3 separate regions of the Mus musculus genome follow, and regions 2 and 3 are each linked to region 1. A link is a contact called in public promoter capture Hi-C data. All regions are on one chromosome and are shown on one strand. The core of a region is the stretch at or near the end of the contact, and the rest is flanking DNA. Distances in the headings are between cores, read along the strand shown. Region 1 holds the start of Tbc1d8b (TBC1 domain family, member 8B). Region 2 holds the start of 4930513O06Rik (RIKEN cDNA 4930513O06 gene). Region 3 holds the start of Frmpd3 (FERM and PDZ domain containing 3).

Region 1 (4,342 bases), core at 1,645-4,144:
AGACTCCCCCACTCAAATGGAATCAACTAAATTTCATCAAATCTATACTCAAGATATAATATTATGGGGGTGGGGATTACTCCCAATCATCGCATATCAAAGAAAACAAATTTTAAAGTACAATTATTAACATTTCTCAAAGGTCACTGTCATTTCTCCATTATACCAAACATAAACTAATCTTATAAAGGGATAGTACGTAACACGACAACATATCAAATACATAAAATGGGCAAAGGCAGGTTTATGCTGGCCTATACTGATGCTCTGATGAAAGCTAATGGAAATGAGGACAGCACAGCTCTTAGCTCCACAAGTTTAACTAAGAAGGCAGTAGTTAGGCAGCCATGAAAATCAGCATACACTTTTGCTCTGAACCAAACGGAACAACAACAACAACAAAAACATTTAAAATATCTCTTTGCTCCTTTTTGAGTTATTTTGTTAAATTTATATGACTTTGGTGGTTATTTCAGGCATGTTATTGTCACAAGGAAAACAGTCATGCAGATACAAATTGACTATAAGTTACTCATCACAGCACATATCTGCAAGTGATAGAAATTTTCATTTATTTCTTCAGACGAAGTTCCTTGTGTTCTAGCAATGGGGAACTAATAAAAGAGGTGAGTGGGGTAAAGAGAAAATCCATTTTAATTGACCTGTTTGATACCACAGAGAAAGGGGGATGGGACCCTCACAGATGTGAAGGGGGAATGGGTTGAAGAACTTTGGGAGGGGGGACCAGGAGGAGGACAACATTTGGGATGTAAATAAAGAAAGTAATTAATTTTAAAAAGAAATTTCTATTTGAATGAAACTGTCATTTCAATGAAAACTTTTCTCTAAAACAACTTGTAATTTTTAAAGTTCAGGAAAAAATGTAAAATGCTACTTTTATTATAGGGGCAATTTTTGTTCCCATACTGCCTGAAGGCCCTTTTTAGAAGTTGGATAAGTCAGATGATTGTTAGTTGTAAAGTCATATATCTCATAGGACATATGAATTCTATCCACATTAGAGGAGGCTCGCCTTAACATAAACATACCTTTATGAACATTATCTTACAGTTTACACGCATATCTCCATAGAGTAAGCACCATTCTTTTTAGCCAAAGAAGATCAATGTCACATAAGCCACGAAACTTCTTCCTTCAACCCTTCAGTAGTCCTTTGGTTCTGATTCTATTTTTTTCTAGTAAACTAGTTAATCTTCCTAGTCTACTTCCACCCTCCTCTCTCAACCCAGCACTTTAAAGGCAGTGACCAAAATTATAATTCTAGCACAAAGTGGTACCTTAAGATTGCATATATGAGACTTTATACCCCATCATAGGTGGAATCAAGAGTGGTAAGGCAGGAGTGGGTGATTGGTTGAAGGAGCACCCTCATAGAGGCAAAGAGGAGGGGGGCAGGGAGATATGGGATAAGGGGGTGTGGAGGGGAAACCAGGAAGGGGGATAACATTTGAAATGTAAACAAATAAAATGATCAATAAAAAAAGAATCTCAGAAGAGAAAAGCAGTTTAAACCCACCATAAAAAAAAAAGATTGCATATATGAAAGAATTTGATCAATGCCATCCAACAGGCAAGAGGTAAGGATATGATCAAAATTCAGGTGGTCAGATTTTTGCTTCTTCCCTCTACATCACCCTCCCCAAATTAAGCTGCTCCACCACTTCAAAGCCCTAATACCAAACTAAGAATTACCATGAAAAACAGCTCTTGTCTCTCCAAGGTCCAAATTTGTAAAAAGCCCCTATGGAAGACTAAGGATCTAAAAACAGCCTTCTTTGTAATCTTCAGACATGGACCAGTTTTGAATTAAGATTAACAACTGTGGGAGACTGGCTTAGAAGAGTTGAGTCTCCTTCTTGTTTAATTGGTTTGGTTTACACATCTTTGAAAGAAGGGGCAGAGCCAAACTCACTGGAGAGAAATGTACTCTTAGAAGAATACAGGGATTCCAAGGGTTGAAAACTTGGATATAGCAAAAGACGCGAAACTGAGAGGAGGTGAGTAATTCTGAGGGCTACTCCTTCACTTCCCCAGCATCAAGCAGCCCCATGCCCCGACCCAAATCTCACTTGCAGCCTCTCTCTCAAGGTGTGATTGGGGCACTTCGTTCTCCTTAGGATTCCCATGTCCTAGCAATGCCCCTCACACACTCGCACTCACTCCCTAGGGTGGTGATTATTTGTATAGGTTTTGGAAAAAAAGTTAAGTCCACACCCGCGAACCCGCTCTCCTCGCCTGTCTTAACGGGACTAGTCTAGCTAGCGCACTGCACTGCCCATCAGCCCCCTTCGCCATGGGAAGCGACCCATCAGGTACTGGAAACCCCCTTAGCTTCTCCTATCGCGGTAAGACCCAAAGAGCAACTGGGAGTCCTGTGCAAGACAGTCAGGACGCGGTGGTAGCAGAGGAAAGGTGGTGGCGGGAGCAGAATTCCCCAGTCAGTCGCCCTGGGTTTAAGATGAGGCAGCGGGCAGCGACGAGTAACTGTTTGCCTTGCCACCTATTCAGTGACAGCGGACCCAGCCCTAACGCAGGTGTAGCTGGCCACAACCTCTTACCTGTAAGTCCCCCTCCTCCTTCTTCCCCGTAGCCTCGACGCCTTTGCAGGACAAAGTACTCGTTGGATCTTTCCATCAGCCACAGCTTCAGCGCATTTTTCAACAGCACTTCCTCGGGCTTCAGCCACATCTTGAAGAACTTTGTGCCGCCTCGGGAACGGAGGCGACCTATTTGTCCTCCTCACCTCCACCCTCCCAGCCTGTCTTTACCCCTCTACTTCTCCTCCCACCAAGTCTTCCGTTGGCGGCGGCGCCTCCGGAGGTTTTCCACACTTCCCCCAACCGTGCCTTCTCTCCCACGTAGGCAGAGAGAGTGCCAACTCCCTCCCACGGAGCTACTGCCAGACTGGGAAATAGCCCCGCTTCACCTCCTCTTGGGAGTTGTAGTTTTCTATCCACTTTTCCCGTACCCGGTCTAATATAGCCCTAGACTACATTTCCCACAATGCACTGGGTTACTAGTTGGGTGGGTTGGGGGCGCCTTTGAGGCGCTCCCGCCACCAGTTAAGTGAGTTTAGCCTGTGTAAAGTTAAAGAGGGTTTTCTTTTGTCTTTTTGCTTCAAATAAGCTAACCCCGTGTATGACAGCAGTGTTCCTAGTTCTTTTATAGTGAGAGGACTAGTTTGTTGAAAACAAAGTTTCCGGCATTTTTGAGTAATGGCCCATCCAGGAAGCAGTAGCCTGCAGCAACTTCCATTTACTTTGCGCCTATTAGGTAGTAGGTGATTTCTCAGGTAATCCTCAGGGAAATCTTTCAAAGTGGATCCTCCGCTTTGCTCGCTAAGCGCTAGCAAGCGAAGTTACTTACCCACGCTCTCACAGTGGGTGAATAGACTTGTTATTCAAAAGCCTTGCCTAAATTAAATTCTGTCCATTCATACCAGAAGAATGTAAATCTCAGAAAACACTTCTTCACACACACACACTTGCGATTATCCCTTCCCCCATGCTGCCTCTGTTTATTTGACTACTGGCTGAAAAATCTCTACTCCAACTTTTTAGGTATTTCTTTTTTTTTTTTTTAACCTTAAAAAACAAACAAACACCCGAAATTCCTTGCAGGGCAGGGCAGCCTATTTTCTTGATACCTTGACAATGCTGCACAACAGCCTACGCACTAAAATGAAAGAGTTCTGCTGTGAGGAATTATTTGAGGGCTGGTTGTTGTTATTGTTGTTGTTAGGATAACTCAATCCCGACAGGAAAAGAATAGAGTGAAAGTGAAAACTGGCTTACAGAAAGAATGCAAATAAAAGGTCCTGAGAAGTTGGCAAGGTATTCAAAATAAAGATATAGGGCCATGTGGCTAAGACAATGGACTGGGACACTCAGACTAGGAGTCCTGGAGCCAGTGAACTCTGCCCCAAGGAGTGTCTCCAGGCTAAATCTTCCAAGACTTGGGCGGTTTCTGGCGAAGCAGGTATATGTCACAAGCAAGTATTTATTTTTGTGGAAGAAAAACGCAACCATCACCACCACCAACAAAGCAAAATCCCAAGGCAGAGTGTTTCCTAGCGCAAAGTCACCCTTTGAAGGTGTATTAAGGCACATCGTTTCTCCATTTCTTCACAGTAAAAGGTCAATAAATGCAGCAAATGTGGATAGCCTTTGTCTTCCTTCATTTGTACAGTTCCAGCCGCCATTGTCCGTCAGTATGCTTATGGTTCTAGTTATGGCAAAGAGCATCAGGATTGGATGGTTCCTTCTCTGTACGCTGAACCCAGCCAGGGCTACCCAGATACTCTGTCTTAAGATCAGGCCCA
Region 2 (4,601 bases), core at 53-2,552, 600 kb after region 1:
AACCAGGACAACACCTGGATAGAAGCTGGGGATTCCTGTGGTTGAATTGAGGAAGAGCTGGAAGAAGCTGAGGAGGAGGGTGACCCCATGGGAAGACCAGCAGTCTCAACTAACCTGTATCCCTGAGATCTCTCAGACACTGAGCCACCAGTCAGGCAGCATATACCAGTTGATATGAGGCCCCCGACAAATATACAGCAGAAGACTGCCTGGTCTGGCCTCAGTGAGAGAAGATATACCTAACCCTCGACAGACTTGGGGCCCCAGGGAGTGGGGAGGTCTGAAGGGGTAGGAGGGTAGAGGGGTCAGGGGTGGGAGGGTGGGAGGATGGGTACATCCTCTTAAAGAAGGGAGGAGGAGGTATGGGATGGGGAGCCGTCAGGGGGTAGACTGGGAGAGGGATGAAGAGTGGACTGTAAAATAAGAATAAAAGAATAAAAAAATTAACAAAAGAATGTGTTTGCTGAAAGCAGAAGTATAGGTTGTATATTTCAGTGAGAGGAGAAACCAATTTCTGCTGATGAAATGGAAAAGAATTAGGAGTTTTTGAAATCTCAGAATGGGTAAGGTAGGCACTGTGAAATGAGCTTCTGAACAATATTTTTGTATAGTTTCAGTATGGTTTTGATGTGTCTGCTAAGAGTTCATGTGTTGAAAGCTTGGTCTTCATCAAGTAGAGGTACTGGGAACTTTGTGAAGTAAGGTTTGGTATTAGACTATTGTCCACTTTCCTTAGGAGGGATCAAGTCAGTGCTTGGTGTGTACTTGACTAAGTTCTTTTAAAAATTGGTTGTTTTAGTTTTCAGCTGTTGTCTCATTGTGTAACCCACTGGCTTAAAATTCATAATTTGATCTTCCTGCCTCTGTTTCCCTAGTATGTATGTATGTATGTATGTATGTATGTATGTATGTATGTATGTTTGTATGTATGTATGTATTATGTATGTATGCCAGTAGGTAAGTATGTATATGTATGTGTGTATGTAGTATGTATATATGTATGAATATATATATATATGTGTGTGTGTGTGTGTGTGTGTGTGTGTGTCCCATCTGATTCCTTAAGTTAATTTTCATTGAAAACCTGAACCTATGCCATTGTCCAAATATGCCACCAGAGGGCACAGGTTTAGAATTTTCTTTTCTTACCTTGTGTCTTCTCCAAGGGTTTACTGGATCTTACAGCATCTGAGAAAACAGAAAATATGTTGTATTATTAGGGTAGAATTCTAACTGAACTAAAAGTCAAGAGACTCAAACTTGGTATGGTCTTTCTCTGGGACCAGTGACCATCCTGTATGTGAGATGTGACCAACTGAGTTTGGGAAGTGGGGTCATGAGATCATAATGACCACTATGATGAAGTATGAATGCGCTGTATTAAGCTTTAAAACCCTAGTGCTCAATCTGGTGTTTTGTTACTATAGAGCTTTACTGTATTTGATTGAAAATGTAAATTACATAATATAGTCACCCTTACTGACCCCACTTTCTTTTCTACACCACCCCCAGTGTCTTCCCAATTGAGTTAAGTTTAAGTGTTTCATATTTATTTTAGATTTCAAGTCCTTCCATAAACTATATGTAGCATTAACTTGAACTAGCCCAGATAGTTCCCTACTCCCTTGATTAACAAATTGTCCCTTAAGGTAGTTCTTGAGGTAGCCATGTGGGAAATCAGATACTTTGTGTCTTGTCCTGTGCATGGTCAAATAGTAGAGAAGTCACTTTTATCAGTATCACTATACCTAGAAAGTGACAGAGGCTAAACTGGAGTTTCTGAATGAAATCTGTTTGTCTCATCTGCTTCTTTGTATTTAGCACACAGCCAATCTCAGTAAGAAGCTAGTAGTCTTAATTCCACATTCCTGGCCCCATTTGTACTATATTTTGGAGTCCTTGGGTTAGGGGGAGGTGTAGTGGATTTTAGTGATCAGAAGAAATGACGCGTTTCCCTTTGAGCACTAAAAAGCCTAGTTTCGACAACATGTTCTCCACATATACACAAACCATCCTATAACACCAATTCAAAAGAGTCCCCAAGTCTCTTGTCTGTAAACCTTCTTCTCAAATGTAATCATGGCCTAACACTGACAGGAAGAACTATTTTGAATGAAGTATGTATGCAGAAGCCAAATCTTATCTAAATTTTACCCAGAGTACAAACCTTAATTTTTAAGCCCTTTTTTTTCCACTTGGTCTTTGTTTTGTGCATCAGCTTTGCAAATGTCATCCCAGAGTTCATGGCATGGTTAATTTGTAACCAGGAATGCTCTAGTTTTGCAATAGAGGGCATGTTATAAAGACTGAATGGTGTTGCTATCTGAGAGATGCAAGTGGCTTCTTGGGCATGTGCTGTAAGTAGTTTTTCTCCTTGGGAACATTGAACATTGCTAACAAGTCAGAGGCCCAAATACCTGTGATTTTGTTTAGGAGGCAAGAGTGCTCATCTGATAATTGACCCTCTAACCAGCCTTAATGACTTTGATAGGAAGAGTACTCTGGTGATGAAGTAGAGATTTGACCTAAGAGTGGACGAAGGAAGGTTGGAGAGGATAAGAGGCCCTCTGTCCTGCTAGGAGCTGATAAATTCATTAAGGCCTTAAGCTTAGGCAATGGCAAGTGACTGTAGAGATGGAGTGAAAAGAAATTCATATGTATTTAGGCAGTATCCATTGGTCATCATGACCATTAGAGGTGATGAACAAAAACAAAGCAAGCCCTTTTGATCTGGGTCTGTCTATAAACAGTGGTGGAGTATATTGAGATATGGATTGAAAATGAAGGAGTAGGTTCGTGGAGTTAAGAGAGAGAAGGTGTTTACATTTGGAAACATATATTCCAAAGGAGGCTGAAGTCCTAGTGGATAAATAGCAACTGGGTAGATGAGTAAGGATTTTGTAAGACAGTATGGATTAGGAGGATTTCTATATTATAGCAGTTTATACCTAGGACAAGGCTACTCATAAAGAACATGACAGTCTTAGGAAGGGGTCTTATACTGGCCCCATGGATCTCTTCTTTTAAACTACTGGTGTATGATTATTGTGTCTCTACATCTGGCTCTTTGTTTCTTTGTACTGTTTTATGCTTAGAAAACTAATAATTCCAAGAAGATATGCATACTCAGAAGAATAAGATCTGTTAGAAGTGAGAAATGACTCTTCAGTTGGTACTAAAAGAATGAAGTCTCTAAAACATGAATGTTATACTTTCATTTTCCTCTTGTTTGAAAAATACTCTTGTGGCTCCCATACATTGCACAGGTGCATGAGTGTTGGTTTGTTATGTTGTACATGACTTGATAAACTATTGTTCTTCCAGCCCAACTAGTCATTTCTTGTAGGGGTTGTTCTCATTTTGTCATTTCAGAAATGTTACCTTAAGAAAACATCCATTTAAAATTGACATACACACTAACCAGACTTTTAATGTGCATGTAACATAAATAGAGGGAGTGCTTGTTCTGCCTAATGATTCGTCACACTCATAAACTGCCTTTAGTTCAAATGACAAGCAATTTGTTTTCCAGGAATGTAAATTAGTATCAGTATTTTCACGTGTTGTTACTACATGGTAATGAATTCATGACATCGTATATCTGTTGCCCAGGCAATCTATTTCTCCTACTCTTTCTTCCTAGTAGACATGTCACTGGTCTTTAGTGAGGAGAGAGACTACTGCTCCTTATTTCTTGCTGAACACACCATCAAATACTTGCTTTAGTTTTATAAATCAAGGTGGGTGACTTATGTTTCTCTGAATCAGAAACTGTTTCATATGTCTACACCCCCTCCCAACGGTTATCTCACTTCATGTTTTGTAGATCATCTTCATTCCAGAATGTCAGTGTTCTTCTATCTGTTTGTCTTGGTATTTGGGCTTCAGGCTACAATCCATTGTGCACCACATAACAGCTCTGAAGGCAAAGTAACGACCTGTCATTTGCCCCAACAAAATGCCACTCTCTATAAGATGCCATCTATCAATGCTGACTTTGCATTCAGTCTGTATCGGAGGCTCTCTGTGGAGAACCCAGATTTGAACATCTTCTTCTCCCCTGTGAGCATATCTGTTGCTTTAGCCATGCTTTCTTTTGGATCTGGCTCTAGCACCCAAACACAGATTCTGGAGGTGTTGGGGTTTAACCTCACAGATACTCCCGTGACAGAATTACAACAGGGCTTCCAACATTTGATCTGTTCATTGAATTTCCCAAAGAATGAACTGGAATTGCAGATGGGAAATGCAGTTTTCATTGGACAGCAGCTGAAACCATTGGCAAAGTTTTTGGATGATGTCAAGACCCTCTATGAAACTGAAGTCTTTTCTACTGACTTCTCCAATGTTTCTGCAGCCCAGCACAAGATCAACAGTTATGTGGAGAAGCAAACCAAAGGGAAAATTGTAGGCTTAATTCAAGGCCTCAAACTGAATATTATCATGATTCTGGTGAACTATATTCATTTCAGAGGTAAGGTGTCAAGAGTTGTCCCATGTATCACAGTGATTTTTCACTATTGGCCCCTATCTGTGCATTGTATTGGATTATTCCAGGATGACACACAGCTCTACATATGAATTCAGGAAATTTCTAGGGA
Region 3 (4,606 bases), core at 25-2,524, 660 kb before region 1:
TTGATTTCTTCATTTGTAAAAATGAATAATATTAGTATTTACCCTACATGATATTTGTGAAGAGTGAATAAAATACTGCATGTAAAGTGCTTAGTGCTATGCCTGGCATATAGCAATCTCCAAGCAAATGACAGCTAGAGTTGTTATTATTGCATATGACTTGTTACTACTGGGAGGTAAGCCTGACCAATGTAGTGGAGGGTCGAAAAACAGAGGGGAGATACTGGTCTTGTTATGTCTGCCCTAACACCGTCTGAATTTTACACAGCCTAGAGAAAATAGTGACAGGAATGTTCCTGCCAGTCTTACTTGCTAATGGATGATATTTCTGTAAATAATGCACCACCAGGTGGGTACAGTGGTCATGTTTCTCAGCCTGGCTGTGTTTGGAGAAAACTGAGGTCTCAGCTGCCCCCTCCCTATAAAGCAACACCGCGTCAGCATCCCCTGTGCACCTCCCCCACCGCCAAAGAGCACAACCTAGCCACTATGCCTGGGGAACTGAGGAGGGAGGCTAGAAGCCCAGACCTTTTCCCACTGGACTCAGTTGCCTGCAGGAGCCCAAAAGCTCTCACCTGGAAGGGATCCTGGAGGATCTGGCTGCTGCTGGCAGGGGGCTTTGGTTCCAACCCCTAGAAGCACTGCCCTCCCTCTCCTCCAGCTTTCTGCTCTCCTCGCCTCTCTACACCGTCTTCACTCCCCGCCCCCCACCCTCAGCAGGAAAACTTCCCGCTCCTGCAGCCACTTTGCCATGGATATCCAAACCTCTGCCCCGCGTGCATCTTGCCTTGCCATTTCCTCGTCCGTGGCTCCGCGAACCGACCCGAGGACCGCTTGGCAACTAGAAGGAATTCTTGGGGGGCTCGAGGTGGGGGATGGAGAGAAATGACACCCCCCGAAGCGCGAACTCTGTAATCCTCTGTCTTCACCCCCCCCCCCCCCCAAGCCCCGTCCTCCCTCTGTCCCGGGAAGGAGCGAGGAAGGGCCACTCACCCAGAAGGGGCATGTGCTAGACTGCCCCCAAGTCACTCTGAGGTGCCAGTGAGGACCCTAGCAATTTCTGCGGACCTCACAACCCCACACACGCCCAGCTATATGATCCTTTCCCAAGCAAGCCCTAGCCTGGCTTCTGGGGCACAGTACTTACTGTCGGGGACCCTCTCCAGGCCCGGTCTGCGTGGCTGCGGAGCCGGGAACCCTCCCTCTGTCTCTCCCGCGCACTGCCCCTGCCAGTGCCCAGCTCAGACACTGGCGGCAGCGGCGTCTGTAGGAAGAGAAAGATCACGCCTGCCTTAGAAACCCAGCCCCTGCTGTGACCAGAATCTTAAAGAACGAGGCGACTGGCTCAGCCCCAGAGCTGAGGCTGAGGTGATGAACTAAGCAGGGAGCTGAGAAACAGCCCCTCTTTTGCACCTGGATTCGGGACCTCGTGAGCAGTCTGGTGTCCCTGGAGGACCCCTCCCTCTGGGAACAGAGGTGTATGGATAATCCAGCTGCCGCTTGGCTGAGCACTTATTAAGATCTGGACACTGTGCTTTGCATGCATTTTCTCATCCCAGCGCCCTTTTCATTGTACACAAAACAAAACCGAGGCTCTGGGGAAGCAAAACAAACACCCCTGGAGATCAAGGGGAGAACTGGTGGGCTCAAGAAAGAAAACCCGCAGGGATCTTAAATTAGGGGGGTACCCGGAACAAACGCTGCTTTGTATTACTGCAAAGTGGTATCTGGAGACCAGTCTGTCTCTCTCTCTCTCTCTCTCTCTCTCTCTCTCTCTCTCTCTCTCTCTCTCTCCCCCCCCCCCCCCCGCCGGCCCCCATTTTTCTAACTGGACTAAAAACAAGTGGCAACTCCGGGCACTCTTCTTTAGCAGAGACAGCTCATTTCTTAATATTTGATAGATCTCTAGTATGTACCCGACTCCATGGTAGATAGAAAAGGGAGGAGGAGGGTGTTTGGATCCAGGTGGTCTTTTCTGAGACAAGCTCAGAGTCTCTGAAGTCTGGGTTGTTATGCTTGGAGTTCCTCAAGAAGGGGAGAGTGCTCAGGTCCTTTAAGAGGAGAGAGCAGCCAGTGTTCTCAAGTAACTCTCACAGCAGAACTTCAGAGTCACTGATGGGAGACCAGAGAAAAGCTTGTAGAGACATCTTGGGGAGGCTCTTCTTGAAGTGGGACTGATTCTGACTCCTCTCTGCTACTGGGTTAAGGGCCCATTGGATCAATTCCTCTGTGAAGGATGAGTGGAAGGCAGCTTTGTTAGGAAATCAAGTCCCATTGGCTTCTCTGTGGCTGTCACACTAGCCTTTCTTTGGCATTGCCATCTGTGAGTTGGGAAAGACCTCAAACTCCTTCTTTCATGGTCAAAATGATCAAATAGCATCACATTCGTATCCTATTTTAATGACTTAAGATCAGTAGAGCTGTGTGTGGTTGGCCTTATCTATAGTCTCAGACATCTGGGAAGGTGAGTATAGAGGATCACTTGTGCCCAGGAACTCAAGAGCAACCTGGGCGACATGGTGTGACCATTTTTTCAAAACAACAAGAAGGAGAACCATTGTAGAACTTGTTTCTTCCTTCCTTGCAGCAAATACTTATTAGCATCTATGTGTGTTGGGTACTGTGTTAGGAGCAGCACGCGTCCATAGTCCTGTAGGTGAGTCTACCTTGTAAGGCAGAAAGATCACAAGACTGGAAGTTAGAAAACATTTAAAGCCCCAGTTCTTTGACTAAACGGCTGTGTGACCCTGAATGAGTCATGTATCCTTTGGTACCTCAGTTTTCTTGTTGGTCAAACAGGGATAATAATGCCTTCCGGTCCTCCTTTCTGGGGGTGTTTGTGATGCTGGAGGGAAGTAATAGATAGGAAGGAGCTTTGACAGGTATAAAGTCATTAGACAAATGTCGGGGATTAGTCTGTCTCTAAGGTGGGAGGGGGCTACAGGGAGGTAAAACTGAAAAGAAATCCTGGCTGACTCTTCCAGATTGATTGTACTTAATTTCATCTTTCCAGAACTAGTGAGCCGGCATCTAAGCAGCCCCTGCTCTGTGAAATAGTGTTTTCCCTCAGTGGTGCCTATGACACACTGGTTAGTGATGGCTTGGCATTAAACCGAGGAGATTGTTTTAAGGACTTGAATGGAACCAGCAGAACTGTCTGGGCTTTGGGTCTCTAAAGCAGCCTGCTCCTCTCATGAGATTATGAGACCCCAGCATTGCAGGTGTCTGGGTCAAAACCTCTTCAGATCACCAAGATACCTCCATTTAGAAAACACGAAGCTCATGTTAGACAGCAAAGTGTGGTCAAGAGGGGAAAGACTTACTTTTGCTGATAGCCGGGGTTCTGGGTTCTGCCCAAGCAGCAGAGATCTGTAGAGGAACTAGTAGAAACGTTGGGAGAGTCTTTTGCTTGTTTAGCTCATCCCACGGGCCACCTTGACTATCTTTACAATCTACATTACAACACAGTTGTCTCTTGGTATCTACAGAGTAGGTTTCAGGATCCCAAACAGATACCGAAATAATTAAGGGTGCTCCCTCCTTCATTTAAAACAGCACAGTATGTGCAGATAATCTATGTATATCCTCTTGTATACTTTAAATTATCTCTAGATTATTTAAAAATCTAATACAATATAAAAGTTATGTAAGTATTTGTCATACCATATTGGTTAGTGACTAATGACAAGGAATAAAATTCAACACAAACATAATTCTTTTCAGAATTTCTTTTTTTGGAAAAGCAAGATAATTCTATTCTCCAGAATATTTTGATTTACAGCTGGTTAAATCTGAGAACATAGAACCCAAGGGTACAAGAGACTGACTGTCGTATGCCTGCTATGTAACTGTATCTTCAAGATAATTTTCCAAATTTCCAGAGTACTTCCTTTTACCCTCTGCTACCCGAGGGGAACACACTAAGGAAACACGGGCTTCTAATGGGCAGTTTCTAGACAACTCTGATAGATTCCTCCCTTCTGGGCTCATTTACAGTCAGATCATCATTGTCAAGAATGGCTATAAGGATGTTAGAGCTGATAGAGGACTAAGCAAAGTCTCAGGGACCTAAGAAGCAGAGCTAAACTCAGAGCTGCCCCGAACAGCCCTAGAAGAACTAGAAAGAAAGCCCAAGGGAAAGAAGGAAAAGAAGCACATTGGACTTGAGCCAGGGCACCTGCAGCAAGTAGGTCCCTAGAGAAGACACAGAACACACACGGCCCACACCCAGCCTTCCTTGGCAGCCATAGAGCCCATTCCTCTTGCGACTGGGGCTCTTCTCTATGTCTTCATAGATTCCCTTGTCACATCCATCTCGCCCAGGCTGCTTCTCTTAATAAAGTGCCCCTGCCGCTGCTCCAGACAGCCTGATGTTATCCTTCACTCTCACATCCTCCCTAGCCTGGGCCACCCAGCAGAGATTCCGGCTTCCTGGGGCACAGTATAGTGTCCTGGTTAAAAAGCTTCTTGAGTGTCGGAGCTTGTGACTTGATGGTAGCTTTGGGTGCATTTATAATCATATCCTCTCTCTTTGCCTCAGTGGGTGTGGGTGGTCTAAGCCCCTGATTCAGAGCCTTGCCCTGGGTTCTTCTCCTTCTCTGTCTGG

The links. Promoter capture Hi-C pulls out the DNA fragments that hold promoters and counts their contacts.
Region 2: a contact with region 1 is called in a promoter capture Hi-C map of liver, with 2.6 times the contacts expected there. The contact joins the promoter of 4930513O06Rik here to the promoter of Tbc1d8b in region 1. A contact is called at or near these places in 10 of 39 promoter capture datasets (the 3T3-L1 cell line, cranial neural crest, frontonasal cranial neural crest and 5 more).
Region 3: a promoter capture Hi-C map of embryonic stem cells shows a contact between it and region 1, with 2.4 times the contacts expected there. The contact joins the promoter of Frmpd3 here to the promoter of Tbc1d8b in region 1. A contact is called at or near these places in 2 of 39 promoter capture datasets (both in embryonic stem cells).

What each region holds. Positions count from the first base shown.
Region 1 is chrX:139,683,548-139,687,889 of GRCm38.p6, reverse strand. Tbc1d8b (TBC1 domain family, member 8B) reads right to left here and starts at 2,894. Exons shown (of 21, transcript NM_001081499.2): 1 at 2,580-2,894. The coding sequence starts at 2,709.
Region 2 is chrX:139,082,944-139,087,544 of GRCm38.p6, reverse strand. It overlaps 4930513O06Rik (RIKEN cDNA 4930513O06 gene), which reads right to left and starts at 1,302. Exons shown (of 4, transcript NM_029174.1): 1 at 1,150-1,302. It overlaps Serpina7 (serine (or cysteine) peptidase inhibitor, clade A (alpha-1 antiproteinase, antitrypsin), member 7), which reads left to right and starts at 2,326. Exons shown (of 6, transcript NM_001382372.1): 1 at 2,326-2,357; 2 at 3,647-3,740; 3 at 3,827-4,474. The coding sequence starts at 3,844.
Region 3 is chrX:140,338,931-140,343,536 of GRCm38.p6, reverse strand. It overlaps Frmpd3 (FERM and PDZ domain containing 3), which reads right to left and starts at 1,274. Exons shown (of 15, transcript NM_001320946.1): 1 at 1,148-1,274. All of the region lies in intron 3 of Gm32113 (predicted gene, 32113), which reads left to right.